Linked DNA regions of Zea mays: all the other regions are linked to region 3. A link is a contact called in public Hi-C data. All regions are on one chromosome and are shown on one strand. Each heading gives the region's core, a stretch centred on a gene start, on an enhancer-like site or on the middle of the called end of the contact. The rest is flanking DNA. Distances are from core to core; before and after follow the strand shown.

Evidence for each region. A called contact is a pair of places that touch in the nucleus more often than the background predicts.
Region 1: a contact with region 3 is called in a Hi-C map of leaf, with 6 times the contacts expected there. The contact joins the promoter of LOC103641991 here to the enhancer-like site in region 3. A contact is called at or near these places in 3 of 25 Hi-C or Micro-C datasets (ear, leaf and tassel).
Region 2: a Hi-C map of ear shows a contact between it and region 3, with 2.7 times the contacts expected there. The contact joins the promoter of LOC100285607 here to the enhancer-like site in region 3. A contact is called at or near these places in 3 of 25 Hi-C or Micro-C datasets (ear, leaf and tassel).

The regions. Positions count from the first base shown.
Region 1 is chr10:141,320,138-141,324,165 of Zm-B73-REFERENCE-NAM-5.0, forward strand. LOC103641991 reads left to right here and starts at 1,395. Exons shown (of 13, transcript XR_004853422.1): 1 at 1,395-1,696; 2 at 2,014-2,085. LOC100279635 reads left to right here. Exons shown (of 3, transcript NM_001152630.1): 3 at 1-805. The coding sequence ends at 289.
Region 2 is chr10:140,922,618-140,926,951 of Zm-B73-REFERENCE-NAM-5.0, forward strand. It overlaps LOC100285607 (calcium-dependent protein kinase), which reads left to right and starts at 1,911. Exons shown (of 8, transcript NM_001370722.1): 1 at 1,911-2,778; 2 at 2,887-3,030; 3 at 3,126-3,278; 4 at 3,374-3,483; 5 at 3,579-3,746; 6 at 3,825-3,952; 7 at 4,149-4,248; 8 at 4,328-4,334. The coding sequence starts at 2,022.
Region 3 is chr10:141,149,853-141,154,135 of Zm-B73-REFERENCE-NAM-5.0, forward strand. It overlaps the pseudogene LOC103625688. Among protein-coding and RNA genes, the nearest start is that of LOC109943058, 27 kb to the right of the region's middle. Within about 2 kb of position 1,984, at least 17 of the 20 cell types and tissues checked have an H3K27ac peak or open chromatin away from gene starts, as enhancers often do. A contact at or near this core is called in ear, leaf and tassel, where this site is marked.

The sequences.
Region 1 (4,028 bases), core at 145-2,644, 170 kb after region 3:
TTTTGTGCACAATACAGGTGGGGGTGTACCACTCAAGCCTGATAACTCAGACACCGCAGCACATGGGTTACCGGTGAAGATTAGGAAGTGGCCCGGACTAAGTAAGATAACAGGTTTTACAAAGCGACAGGGTGGACTTCCTCAAGGTTCTTATGTCATCGGTGGATCTCCCATTGGCTGGAATTTTCTTGTGTGGCCTGGAAGCAAAGCAGTCTACTATGGTTTGACCAAAGCAGAGTGGTTGGCTCGTCAATCTGCAAATAGAAATTCGAACATGCTGTCCCAGTGATCTAACAGCTACATGGATCGATCTTTAGAAGATAACATAGTATTCCCTAATCCCTAGTTATTGTGATATAAGTAGAACCAAATAGTACATGACGCACCAGGAAGGTAACCTCTGACACCAGAGCATGGTAGCTTGGTAAGGTACTGAGGTATATTGGTTTTGTTGCTCAATAGGGGTAATCAACAGTAAATACTAGATAATAGATATACGGAGAATTTTGGTACTGTAAACTGGATGGGCCGGCCAAGTGTCCATGTTATGTCTTCTGTTCAGAAGTGGATACGAGGAAGAATTTAAACACATGACAGCGCATTAGCGCCGATGCACACTTCAAATCAACTGGTGGAGCTTCTGACTCCCTGCTCTATGTGACTTTGTTCCCGTAATTTCTGTATCTTGCCTGCCTCTCTTTATCTGTGGAGAGACCAGAGAGAATGCTTGTGAAAATTTGTGTTTAGTTGCTTGTTTTTGCAGCTATTGTTCAAGCGCAGAAATGCTAGTGGTATTAGTTTGGCTTTCTACCTTGCCTGTCCTTTTTATTAGTTTGGCTTTCTGCCTTGTTTGTCTTTTTCTTTTGGTCTGATGAGATCTAGATTTTCTAACTTCCATAACCTTGAAACATTTGAGCCCCTTTAGAATGCAGGAATTTTAGAGGAATCATATATAAATTTCACAGAAATCAGTTCATTTTTACGAAAAGCACAGAAAACAGCAAAAAATTCGGCAATCCAACTGAAAACCTCAGGATAAACAGGAGGATCTGTTCGGAATCTGGACGGCCTGAACATCACTTCACTTTTCTAGTCAGAACAAGGGCGTAGGGGACCAAGCCACCAAGGCCCCGCTTCTGTGTCTTCCATTCTTGTCGGAGCGTGCTCCGTTGTTGACGGAAGCAACGCTTTTGGGGCATGGAAACGGGCCTGCAGCGTCCCAACTCGCGATTGGGCCCTCGCAGCACCTGCCAAAACAAGAAAAGCCTAGCCCATGCGCCGTGCGGAGGTTCCACAGACATCTCACGCCTCTGAGGCAGGTCCACGTCAGGCATTTTAACCGGCGCAGGCGAAACGCGCCTATTTAACTGTGCGCCCGCCTCAACCCCTGCCTCCTCCCTGGGCCCTGGCCCCTGTGCTCCCCTTGCCACCGAACGAGAGCCAAAAGCCTCCCGCCCCACGACGCGCCCGCCCCGGCGGCGACGCCCCGGAGGACGTTTCCCGCAGCGACCGGCGACCAAGCCTTGATTGCCTCCGCCCCATGGCTACCCGGGCGCGGGCGTAGCCGCCGCCTCGGCCGCAGCAGGCTCGGTCCGCCCCCCTCGGCGATTTCTGTTCCAGTCGCATCGCGCGACAGCTCGTCGTCCGATTCGGATCCCCGCCACCGCGGCGGAACGAGGCGTCTCCGGTCCCCGAGGTGAGTCCACCGACCGGTGGTGCGAATCCGCCTTGTTTCTATGGTTGCTTTCCCGTGGCGGCGTCCCAGAGTCGCCCCGTATTCTTCGTCCAAACCCTAGATTTGCCATCCTTGTGTCGCGTCTGGGGCGGATTTTGAGCAATTATGTGCCTGCCCCATGAATTGAGCGTCTTCGCCAAGGAATTTTAGGGTCAACCGATCCTGGTTCGATGTGTATTTGGTCCCGATTGTAGGCTTGGTTGGTTCGACGTGGGCATTGTCTGAAAAATTAATGGCGGCCTGTGTAAACTTATGGAAGTTTTCTTGCTCTGATTCAGGGTATTCGGGGAATTTGAGACTGATAAGTCGGGATCCTGTCGATAATGCGGGGCTACGTGTACGAGACCAATGTAAGCTTTGCTTTGTGCACTTAAATTCCGTTTAATTTCGACCAAGTATGACCATTAAAGTTTTTAAAGGCCACAAATCAAATTTTAAATGGATGAAAACTTAGATAGTAAGAAGGTTATGGTAACTTCATTTTTTTATTTGCTCAAATGTGCAAAAATAATGAGTAAAATGCAATTCTGGTCCTTAAACTTGAGTCAATGTGTCAATCCGGTCCATTAACTAATAAAGTATGTCTCTTAAGATCCAATCTTTGTTTGGGTCTATATTACGTCCTAACAGGTTGCTGTGGACAGACCGCAGAAGGGAAGGGAGCCTGCGCTAGTTGCTAATGACGGAGAGCGAGGTAGAGAGCTTGATCTTGGTCTCGGTAAGAGTTGTAGAATGGAGCGCCGCTGTCGAAGTTAAAGCTCGCCATGGAGCGCTCCGTCTGACGAGCTCAACAAGACGTCCCAGTCGAGCGTGCCGTAGAGCTCCCCACTTGCTGCTGATCTGCAGTGTTGAGGGTGTTGACATCAGCGTGCAGGGCGCGAAGGAGCTCCTGGTGATGGTGCAGCTGCTGGTGCGCTGTCGACCCCTTGCTTGCTCCCTTGTCAAGCCCCAGATGTCCAGGAAGGTGGACTCCCTCGTGCTCCCCATGGCGCGGACCCATGTGCAGGGTTGGGGGATGGCGTGGTCGTGGCTGACGGGAAGCGTGGCCTCTACAACCACGAGCGTTGGCCAGCATGCTTTGTCACTGTGCGCCAGTTTGGTGAGGCCCCTGAGCATGGTGGACATCGTGGCCCGGCCTAGACGCGAGGGAGGGGGAAGGTCGATCGACCGATGCAGCTTCGAGCGAATGTCGACAAGGCGACAATGATCACTTGCTTGTTCTTTGGTCTATGTCTCGACACTTGAACCGCTCCCTACGCAGTCTTTTTTCCGTGTTCTGAGTTAGTCGTCGTGGTTTGTTGGACCATGTCACCCTTCTCCCACCTTCCTCCCATGTCGCCACGCCACACTGGGCGCAGAACGCGCGCTCACACACAGCGCGTGGCGTCCCCGCCGACCGCCACGACACGACCACACATGACCCTGACTCACCTATCCCGCGCTCTCCGCCCCACTCCTCACTCGCTCGCTCTCGCACGTGCGTGTGTGCTCTAGCTGCTGGGCCTACATTGTCACCGCTCGGCCAAGCTCATCACCTGGTTGCCTCCCCCGCTCCCCTAACACTCGCATCGGGTTTCGCCCGACCACCATCCGTCCTCCTCGCCAGCTCTAGTCCACTATCGCTGCCTCAAGTAGCCGCCATGCTTGTGCTACCAATCTCTGCCACACCGCGCTGCCGCTCGTGATTCCTCTGCTTCGCGCCACCCCCTCTCGGATCAACGTGTGTGTGATGTCCACCTCGACGCCATCGTTATGGTGCACCATTTCTTGTCCTCCGCCATCACCCAGAAGACCCTCCTAGCAAGAGGTCCTTGCCGCCGGCTAGCCTCACTGTGGCAGGACCTCTTGCCTCCAGCATCGAGACCTCCACCATGGAACTCGCCATGTCGTTGTGCCGCTATAGCGCCCATCTTGTTGTTTGGCTTTGCCTACACCGCTGGGCCCGACCTTGCTGCCGTGCTCTGATCACTCTGTCGTCATCTGCGTTCCCGAGCCTTGAGCCCCGCCGTCGGGGGAAAACAGACCACATCGACTCCCCATTGTGGGGGACATTCCTGACAGCCAACCTGTCGTCGGTGGGCACCGCGGACCCCACATCATCGGCATCCCATGTGAAGCTGTGCTGGTTGACTGAGCTTTACCCTCCTCTGTGTCGGCTTAAGGAAGAAGGGAAAGGTCCTCTACGTGGGCCTCCAGTTGCTCCTTGTGTGCTAGGTTGGTGAGGCCCCCGAGCATGGTGGACATGGCGGGGTCCTGCATCATTGCCCTGCCCAGCCGCTTCGCCATGGCCACG
Region 2 (4,334 bases), core at 661-3,160, 230 kb before region 3:
GGGTAACATGACTTGTGGGTAAAGACGCGCAAACTCTGCAGAGTGTAAAACTGGTATACTAGCCGTGCTCACGGTCATGAGCAGCTCGGACACTCACAAGATTAAATTATGGAACCTAAACTCAATTTGTCATATGCATTGCATTGCAGGTGAGTTTGTTACTTTTGTTCTACTACTTAATTGGGTTGGTATTTACTTATACTTAGTAATTGCTAATAAAATTTTGACCAACTTTAAAAGCAATGCTCAGCTCTAACCATCCTCTTTGGTAAGCCTTACACTTCATGTGAACTCCCACCTTTGACGAGTTCATGCACATTATTTCCCACAACTTGTTGAGCTATGAACGTATGTGAGCTCACTCTTGCTGTCTCACACCCCCACAGGTCAAGAACAGGTACCGCAGGATGAGGTGCATGCAGGATGCTGTGACGAGTTCGTGAGAGGTCTAGGCCGTCGTCTCCCAGTCAACTTTGGGTTGCTGGACCGTTGTCTCCTTATTATGTAATTATTTATTTATTTTGTACAGAACTCCTGTTATGTAGTAAAGATGTGACATTCGATCCTGTGCCATGATTCATCATATGTGTGAGACTTGGTCCCAGCACACCTGGTGATTATGTTCACGCCCGGGTCTTGATGCCCCGAAACCCGGGTGTGACATATAGATAACGTGACAGCCGTTAATTGAAGCGTGAGCGTGTTTATTACTCCACTCAGATCCAGCAAACTCTCTATTCCATTCCCTATTTAATTCTTAATTTTAAAATCTATTCTATAAACAAAATAATATATAATATAAAACAGTACTTTACATGACCGTTTATAAGGTCAACTGGATATTGCGCCTCAGTACATTAGTCCCTCGCTTCTCAGTCCTCTCCGTTACGTGTTCTTTCGAGCCGGCGGTAGGTACTGAGGGAGCGCGTCCGCGGCCACAGACCAGAATGGCGTAGATGTAGGCTATCTCCAACAACATCCCCTAAATTTCACCTCCTAAAAGAATATTCTTTGTCTTTTACAGATAACTCTAAAAGATTCTGTCATTTATATCTTCACTCTCTCCAACAATATCCTCTATATCTCATCCTCTATATATTTTTATTTTTTATTTAGCAACTGTATTAATTATAATTACTGTTTTATCGTACTCTTTGTATGGATCCCACCCATCTGGAGTCCGCCTCGTACTACTCCCGCGTTGCTAGGCTGCAGCTTCAAAGTGATAGAGGATCCTCCAAACATAGCGTATGAGAGACGACCGGTAAATTTTACAGTTTCATTTAGCGCATGCTGCTGGAGGGATACCAGATACTGTCATCCTCTAAATATGCCGGACAGAACTCTTTACAGAACCTTGTTGGAGAGAGCTTAATACAGTGGAGTAGCAAGGCCCACGAAGTGACGAGGGCCGCGGCAGCGCTCAGCTCTAGCAAGGTTGGGAGGCTGATGGGTCTTAGCCCGGCATGACCCAAGCCTTGTAGGATCATACTTGAGCCACTGGTGAAGCCCGTAAGCGGGCATAATCTGGCTTTTGCACACCGCACCGGGCCTAACGATTCTGCGAGGACCTCGTACCGCCGCAACGCGTCTAGACCATTTCAGACCTCAGCGTGACTCCTCGCAGAATCGTTAGTCCGACGCGCCAGACCATTTCAGACCTCAGTGTGGACACGATAAAACGGCGGAGGAATGACTTGGCTGTGCGCACCAGCTGTTTCTCCATCACCGACACCGAATAAAAATCACCTGAGCCGCCGCACTGTCAGCGTATAAGATAGCGTGATTTTCAGGCGTTCCCTGAATCTTCTTTTCCATCTCGAGGCGGCCAGACAAGGCATAAATCAATCCCTGGATCAAAAGCAAACAGCAAGCTAGCAAAAGGATATGATCCAGCAGCTGAGCATCACGCCAAGCTTTGCAGGCAGCCTTCTTCATATCCTCGTTCTCCATCCTCTGCTCCCAAAAGGAGCTAGCGCTAGCTAGGAAACACACAGAGAGACGAAATAAGCAGCGAGGCAATGGGCAACTGCTTCACCAGGAAGTACGACGAGCACGAGCACGAGCACGAGATACCAATCACCACGGACCCGCCGCGGCGGACGTCGATGCCGGTGTACCGGCCGCCCCGGCCCCGCGATGACAAGACGCGGGAGGTGCCGCTGTACTCGGGCTCGGACCGCCGGCCGTCCTACCGTCCGCCGCGGCTTCCAGTCTTCCCGTCGGGCCCGGGATCGACGGGCCGGCGGCGGCCGCCCACCGGCCAGACGGGCACGGTCCTGGACCGGCACACGGTGGACGTGCGGACGCTGTTCCACCTGGAGCGGAAGCTGGGGAGCGGGCAGTTCGGCACCACGTACCTGTGCACGGAGCGCGCGACGGGGAAAAAGTACGCGTGCAAGTCGGTGTCCAAGCGCAAGCTGGTGCGGCGCGCCGACATCGCGGACATGCGCCGGGAGATCACCATCCTGCAGCACCTCAGCGGGCAGCCCAACGTGGCGGAGTTCAAGGGCGCGTTCGAGGACCGCGACGACGTGCACGTCGTCATGGAGCTCTGCTCCGGCGGCGAGCTCTTCGACCGCATCACCGCCAAGGGGAGCTACTCCGAGCGCCAGGCCGCCGCCGTGTGCCGCGACGTCCTCACCGTCGTCAACGTCTGCCACTTCATGGGGGTCATGCACCGCGACCTCAAGCCCGAGAACTTCCTGCTCGCCAGCCCCGCCGACGACGCGCCGCTCAAGGCCATCGACTTCGGCCTCTCCGTCTTCATCGAAGAAGGTTATTAGCGGCGGCTTGCTTGCTGCTGACATGGCAGCGGCACACAACATGATTTTCTTCCATGCAATGCAATAAATGACGATTGCTAGACAAACGAAACGAGTGCAGGCAAAGTTTACAAGGACTTGGTGGGGAGCGCGTACTACGTGGCGCCCGAGGTGTTGCGCCGGAACTACGGCAGGGAGATCGACGTCTGGAGTGCTGGCGTGATCCTATACATCCTTCTATGCGGGTCGCCGCCTTTCTGGGAAGGTGAAAGTCAGAATCCAAACCATCTTCCGTCCTGACAGACAGACCACACTGGTCGATCGGCTGATGGCAGAATTTGCGTATATATGTCTGAGCAGAAACGCAGAAAGGCATATTTGACGCAATATTGGCCGACGAGCTCGATCTGGTCTCCTCCCCGTGGCCCTCCATATCTGAAAGCGCGAAGGATCTCATTAGAAAAATGCTGAACAGGGACCCTCAGAGGCGCATTACGGCTTCACAGGCCCTAGGTTGCACTCTCTAACTGCCTTTTAATTTCATACAGCGCTTGAGTTAAGACTGAAGATGAAGGTCCATAGTTCATCTGAATGACTTCCATGTGCAGAACATCCATGGCTCAAAGGTGGTGCACCTGACAGGCCTATCGACAGCGCGGTCCTGTCAAGAATGAAGCAGTTCAAGGCGATGAACAAGCTAAAGCAACTTGCACTGAAGGTGAACCTCCTGTCCTCCTTAACCAGAATACCTGCTACTTTTCATGTGCCAGTTTAAGATGACATTTTTTTTTGGTCTTCTGTGTCGTTGTAAAGGTAATCGCAGAGAACCTAACAGAGGATGAGATCAAGGGGCTGAAGCAGATGTTCAACAACATGGATACAGACAGGAGCGGCACGATCACGGTCGAGGAACTCAAGGACGGGCTGGCGAAGCTCGGGTCCAAGATTAGCGAAGCGGAGGTTCAGAAGCTTATGGAAGCAGTAAGACTGCTTGCTCCGTTCCACTTCCACACCCAGGCTTGGAGTACTACTTCACTAGTCATGCATGCTTCGGTGCAGGTTGACGTGGACAAGAGTGGCAGCATTGACTACACCGAGTTCCTCACTGCCATGATGAACAGGCATAAACTGGAGAAGGAGGAGGATTTGTTCCTTGCTTTTCAACACTTCGACAAAGACGATAGCGGGTAAAACTAGTTCTGCCAGATTTATACTTGCTCCGTTTGTTTTTAGTTGTCGCTGAATAGTTTAATTTTGCACTATCCAGCGACAACTAAAAAGAAACATAGGGAATATCGTTTTGCTCACTCAGCTATGGAAAACCAAAAAAAAGGTTTAATACAATTGAACCGAGATAATAACATACATACATAACAACCACAGGTACATAACAAGAGACGAACTGGAACAAGCCATGGCGGAGTATGGGGTGGGTGATGAAGCAAGCATTAAGGAAGTGCTGGACGAAGTTGATAAAGACAAGGTGAGCGCATTCTTGCTGCTAATAACCAAACCATTTTTTTTCCATAGCATTAACAGTCGCCCCTCTCTGAATTTCGCAGGATGGGA
Region 3 (4,283 bases), core at 734-3,233:
GTCATCGCCAGCTGTCAGGACACCGTGGCTAGCTTGCGGCTCGCCTGCCATTGCCGCCAGCCTATCGTCTAGCCGATAGCCCGTCATAGCCGGCTCGCCTCCACTCGGCCACGACCCCGCATTAGAGTGCAAGCTGCCACAACCACAAGATTGACGGTTTAATAATGTTTTCGATGTTTTTTCTATATAGTTTTGTTCTTTTACTTACATTGATGCTTACCTAATACTTTTTTCTTCTAATTGTAGATTGAATTTTCTATCGATGATTTGGTGTCGCTAAAAGAATTTTCGATATCCATATTATTTTATAATAGTCATGATATTACAACTTAATTTCATGCTATTAACAAGAAACCACTTATAATTTAGCATTTTTTCTTGTGATTTCTCCATTACGGGTTGGCCCCACCTGGACTTTCGTCCTGCGTCCACCACTGGATATCCTAGTGCATAGTAATTTTCATTTGGACTTGGCGCTTGTGTTAGATGTCCCATGCATGGTCAGTAGATCATCTCAACTCTGAAATTCTTGATGGATGGACCACTTACTGCTTCCATTCTAAATTGTAGTTTGCATGTGACATCGCGTTTGTGTGAGATGTCCCAAGCATGGTGATAGTTGTGGATAGTTTATTGACATGAATAGTGGCAATTTCATTTTATTTCCTCTGATTAATATGGTAATTTCTAAACCTTGATAATAAGCTGGAGCCACTTTTTATTGGTCAAATACTAAAATAGATCCATGTTTTTTTTCTTACCCTTAACTTCAACATAATTGTGGCTAGTTAGTTGCCCATACATTGCTACGATTTCTATATATCATATAGATATACCTTACTTAAATGGAATATTTATTTAAACACAATTAGTTTTTTATTTTCAAATTATTAGTATATACATGCACAATATCTATCCTTTGTATAACATAAAAAAATATGAACTGCAGTGGTAGAAGATGGACCCTCTATTGCGAACAACCATTGTTTGAACCCTAGTGTCCTCCATTTTTACCTATTCTCCCAATTTATTTCGCTGACCGCGTGTGGTGGAGGTGAGGACGCACCACGAAACTCACGCTTTAGGGCAGGTAACCCACATAAATAATCCTTATCTTAAGGGCTATTTAATGGAGTAAGTGTAAAAAACACACAAAAGACGTATCTTGGCGAAGAAATGTCTCTAGCACGGTTCTCTAAGTCTAAATACGGCTAAACACATACAACCCATATAAATGAGTCGTATCTTAAGTTCTAATAACTAAGATACAAGGCTATGATACGTTGGGTTATATGAGCAAGTTTTTAGATGTATCTATTGCTTGAAGAAATACGTAGTATCTAGGTTGTATTGCTTGAAGAAATACGTAGTATCTAGGTTGTACATGCGCGTGTAGTGATTTTGCCCTCTCTCTCTCTCTCTTCAGTTTGTGATTTTGCTACCATTTGTCCCTAGTTTAGACAAAATTTGTACGGGAATAATAGTGTCTACCATGTGATGGTTGCCACATATGATTTCTGCGTGAATCTATATGCTAGTTGTGTGGAAATGTTGAAAAAAGTTCGTCAAAGTTCCGTAAAATTTGAAATATACACAAATTCTATCAAGGTGTATTCTTAGTGCACTTTTGAAACCTGTCGAAATACTTGACTGGAAAAAGTAGTAAACTAAAGTTTCTCTCAAAGGCATGGAGACAAATCTGAAATGGCATGTATACCATGCTCATAACAAAATATAAGTAAACTCAATATTCATTTTGGAAAAGTTGGGGAGTTAAGAACACCATTGACTCATGAAAAGAGCTATCTGGGTATTGTACAACATCTTATTTTATTTTTTAACGAAATTAAATCGGACATGTATTCATTGAAAAGAAGTGGATATTAATAAGCAAAAAAACCCGAAGGGGCCACATCAGTACGATCGCTGCAGCCTGTGCTGGGCCTATTGCCCGACAGCTAAATAGGCTGTGTGCATTGCTCTCCCGAAGTCCCGGGCCTCACTCTTTTCGGAGACAGCGACTAGTGGGCCTTGCGCAATTTACTAGCCAGGGCCCAGGTAACATTTAATTGGCACACTGCGAGTCGCAACAGCGCATCGGGTAGATGTCCAGCTCGTGGTGGACCAGTGAAGCTACAGATGTTAGTAGCTTCACCCTCACACATGGACATGGTTCTCCGCATGTGTGCATTTCAATGCAATGTTTTTGCTGCCATCACGGGCTATACGTCTCTTGCAGTCTTGCTACCATCAGAGCCAGTGTAATAATTATCTTATAGGTAATCTAGTCAATTTTTACTGACATAGATTACATTTAGAGGGGAAAAGGAGGAGATACTACAGGAAAATGAAAAACTCCGGACGTTCAAAATAATTTCTTTATTTTTATGACGGTCCGTAAAATTCAAGCATTTTCCTTTAACCTAGGTCTAGTCGATGAAAATAATGAAATTTTCGTTTGGTCACAAATTAAAAATCGACGGAAATAAATAATTAACATCAGCTATATAGAATAGAGCGACTTATCTACATCGTTCTCTCCACTAAACCAATAAAAATTACTAACTTTACGATGTTCCACGCAATTGTGTGCATGTTTGTGTCAGGGATGAAAACGGTAATTCAAACTGTTAGAACAAATTTAATATTTTAAAATAGATATGCATAAAATTTAATGTTGATCTTTTCTTATGTTATCAAGCACATTAGTACACATATGAATAAAATATTACATAAATTGTTTTATGTATTATTTGCTCCCTACAACACGAAACGTTGAAAAAATTACCGAATTTATTTCCGAATCCATACCGAAGTTTATATCTATTATTTGAGAAAATATAGGATGAATTTGAGGTTTACCTTTTATGAATCTTTACAAGCTAGATGTTAAAAACAAGAATACAAATTTGTATTGTATATTATATATCCTACTAGTTAGTTGCTCGTGCGTTGCAACGGTGACTATCATTTGATAAAATGTTAGCAACAATATGTCTAGAACATACAAGAGAAATAGAAATATGAAGTAAAAATTACATGATTACCAACATCAGTAACCTCAGACTGGGACATGGAATAGTAGCAGAAGCAACAATGCCAAACCCTAAACCTTTTATCATTGATTCAGTAGTTAAATCCGCAGACAAATTGTCCATGACTTGAGTGACAAGTAGTACCATCAGATGAAATCTGGAATGGATAAGAAAAACTCGAGTGGTTCATTTATTAAGCTCATGGGAGTTTAGCATAAGATGTATATAGTTTCTCTCTCAAAAAGAAAACCAAAAGAGATCAGTTCTCACATCTATTCTCTACTGTACCATATTGATTTGAGATGAAATCATTTCAAATACGACTTGTTTATTACATTTGATATAAGTATGGGGAAAAGGAAGGGTAAAGGAGACAACAAAACATGTTCCTTCGTTATCATGTTGTCACAACAAACTTGCCAACAACGAATGAAGAATGAACAAAGAGTTCATATTTTTCTGTTTGCCAAAACAAATGGTAAAACTTCCACAATTTAGATTTTTCTGGCCCTGCAAACATTCATATTTCCAAATCAGTACAGTTCAGAAGGCAATAAACTAAAGGATGATGATCTCAATTAATTAAGGTTACCCCATGGTAGCAGCAAAAATAAAAACACCACGGGCAGTTCCATTTACCTAAATATCATCATTGAAAACAAGATGGCTCTTGCTATATTTTTCAAGCAGATCAAAGGCATTATGATTGGTAAAGCCCTCAAATTGTCCAAAATTTAGATTGTTACATTCTAGGATAAAGAGTAAATTGATCTGCCATAGCAAAAGTACATTGTTGAGTCTAATTCACTTGAATGAGGACTTTTTCACCGTAGAATTGCTTAATAGCAGCCATGAACTCTTCAATAAGCTCATCATGCTCCTGACATTAAGGAAAATGCACAGATAAGATCTCAAGCGTCACATATTTTGTCAATTCCTAACTCCTAGCAATCTCAACACAGTTACATACCTCGCCAGTCACACGTTTTTGCCGAAGTCCAATGTAGAACTCATCATTAAGCAATTTCTCATTATTTGTGCCAACATCAATTGTGATAGGCAAACACGACAACGTAATTTAGAATTTGCCACTTGAGATAATTTAATTGTTTGTTGGTACCAAACATACATTACCATTACAAGAGATGCAACCAAAAAAGGAGAGAAAATATATGAATGCTTACAACTGATGGTTCAAATCCTCCAAGAGCAGTGTATATAGCAAGTTTTCCTACATGAATTCCCATT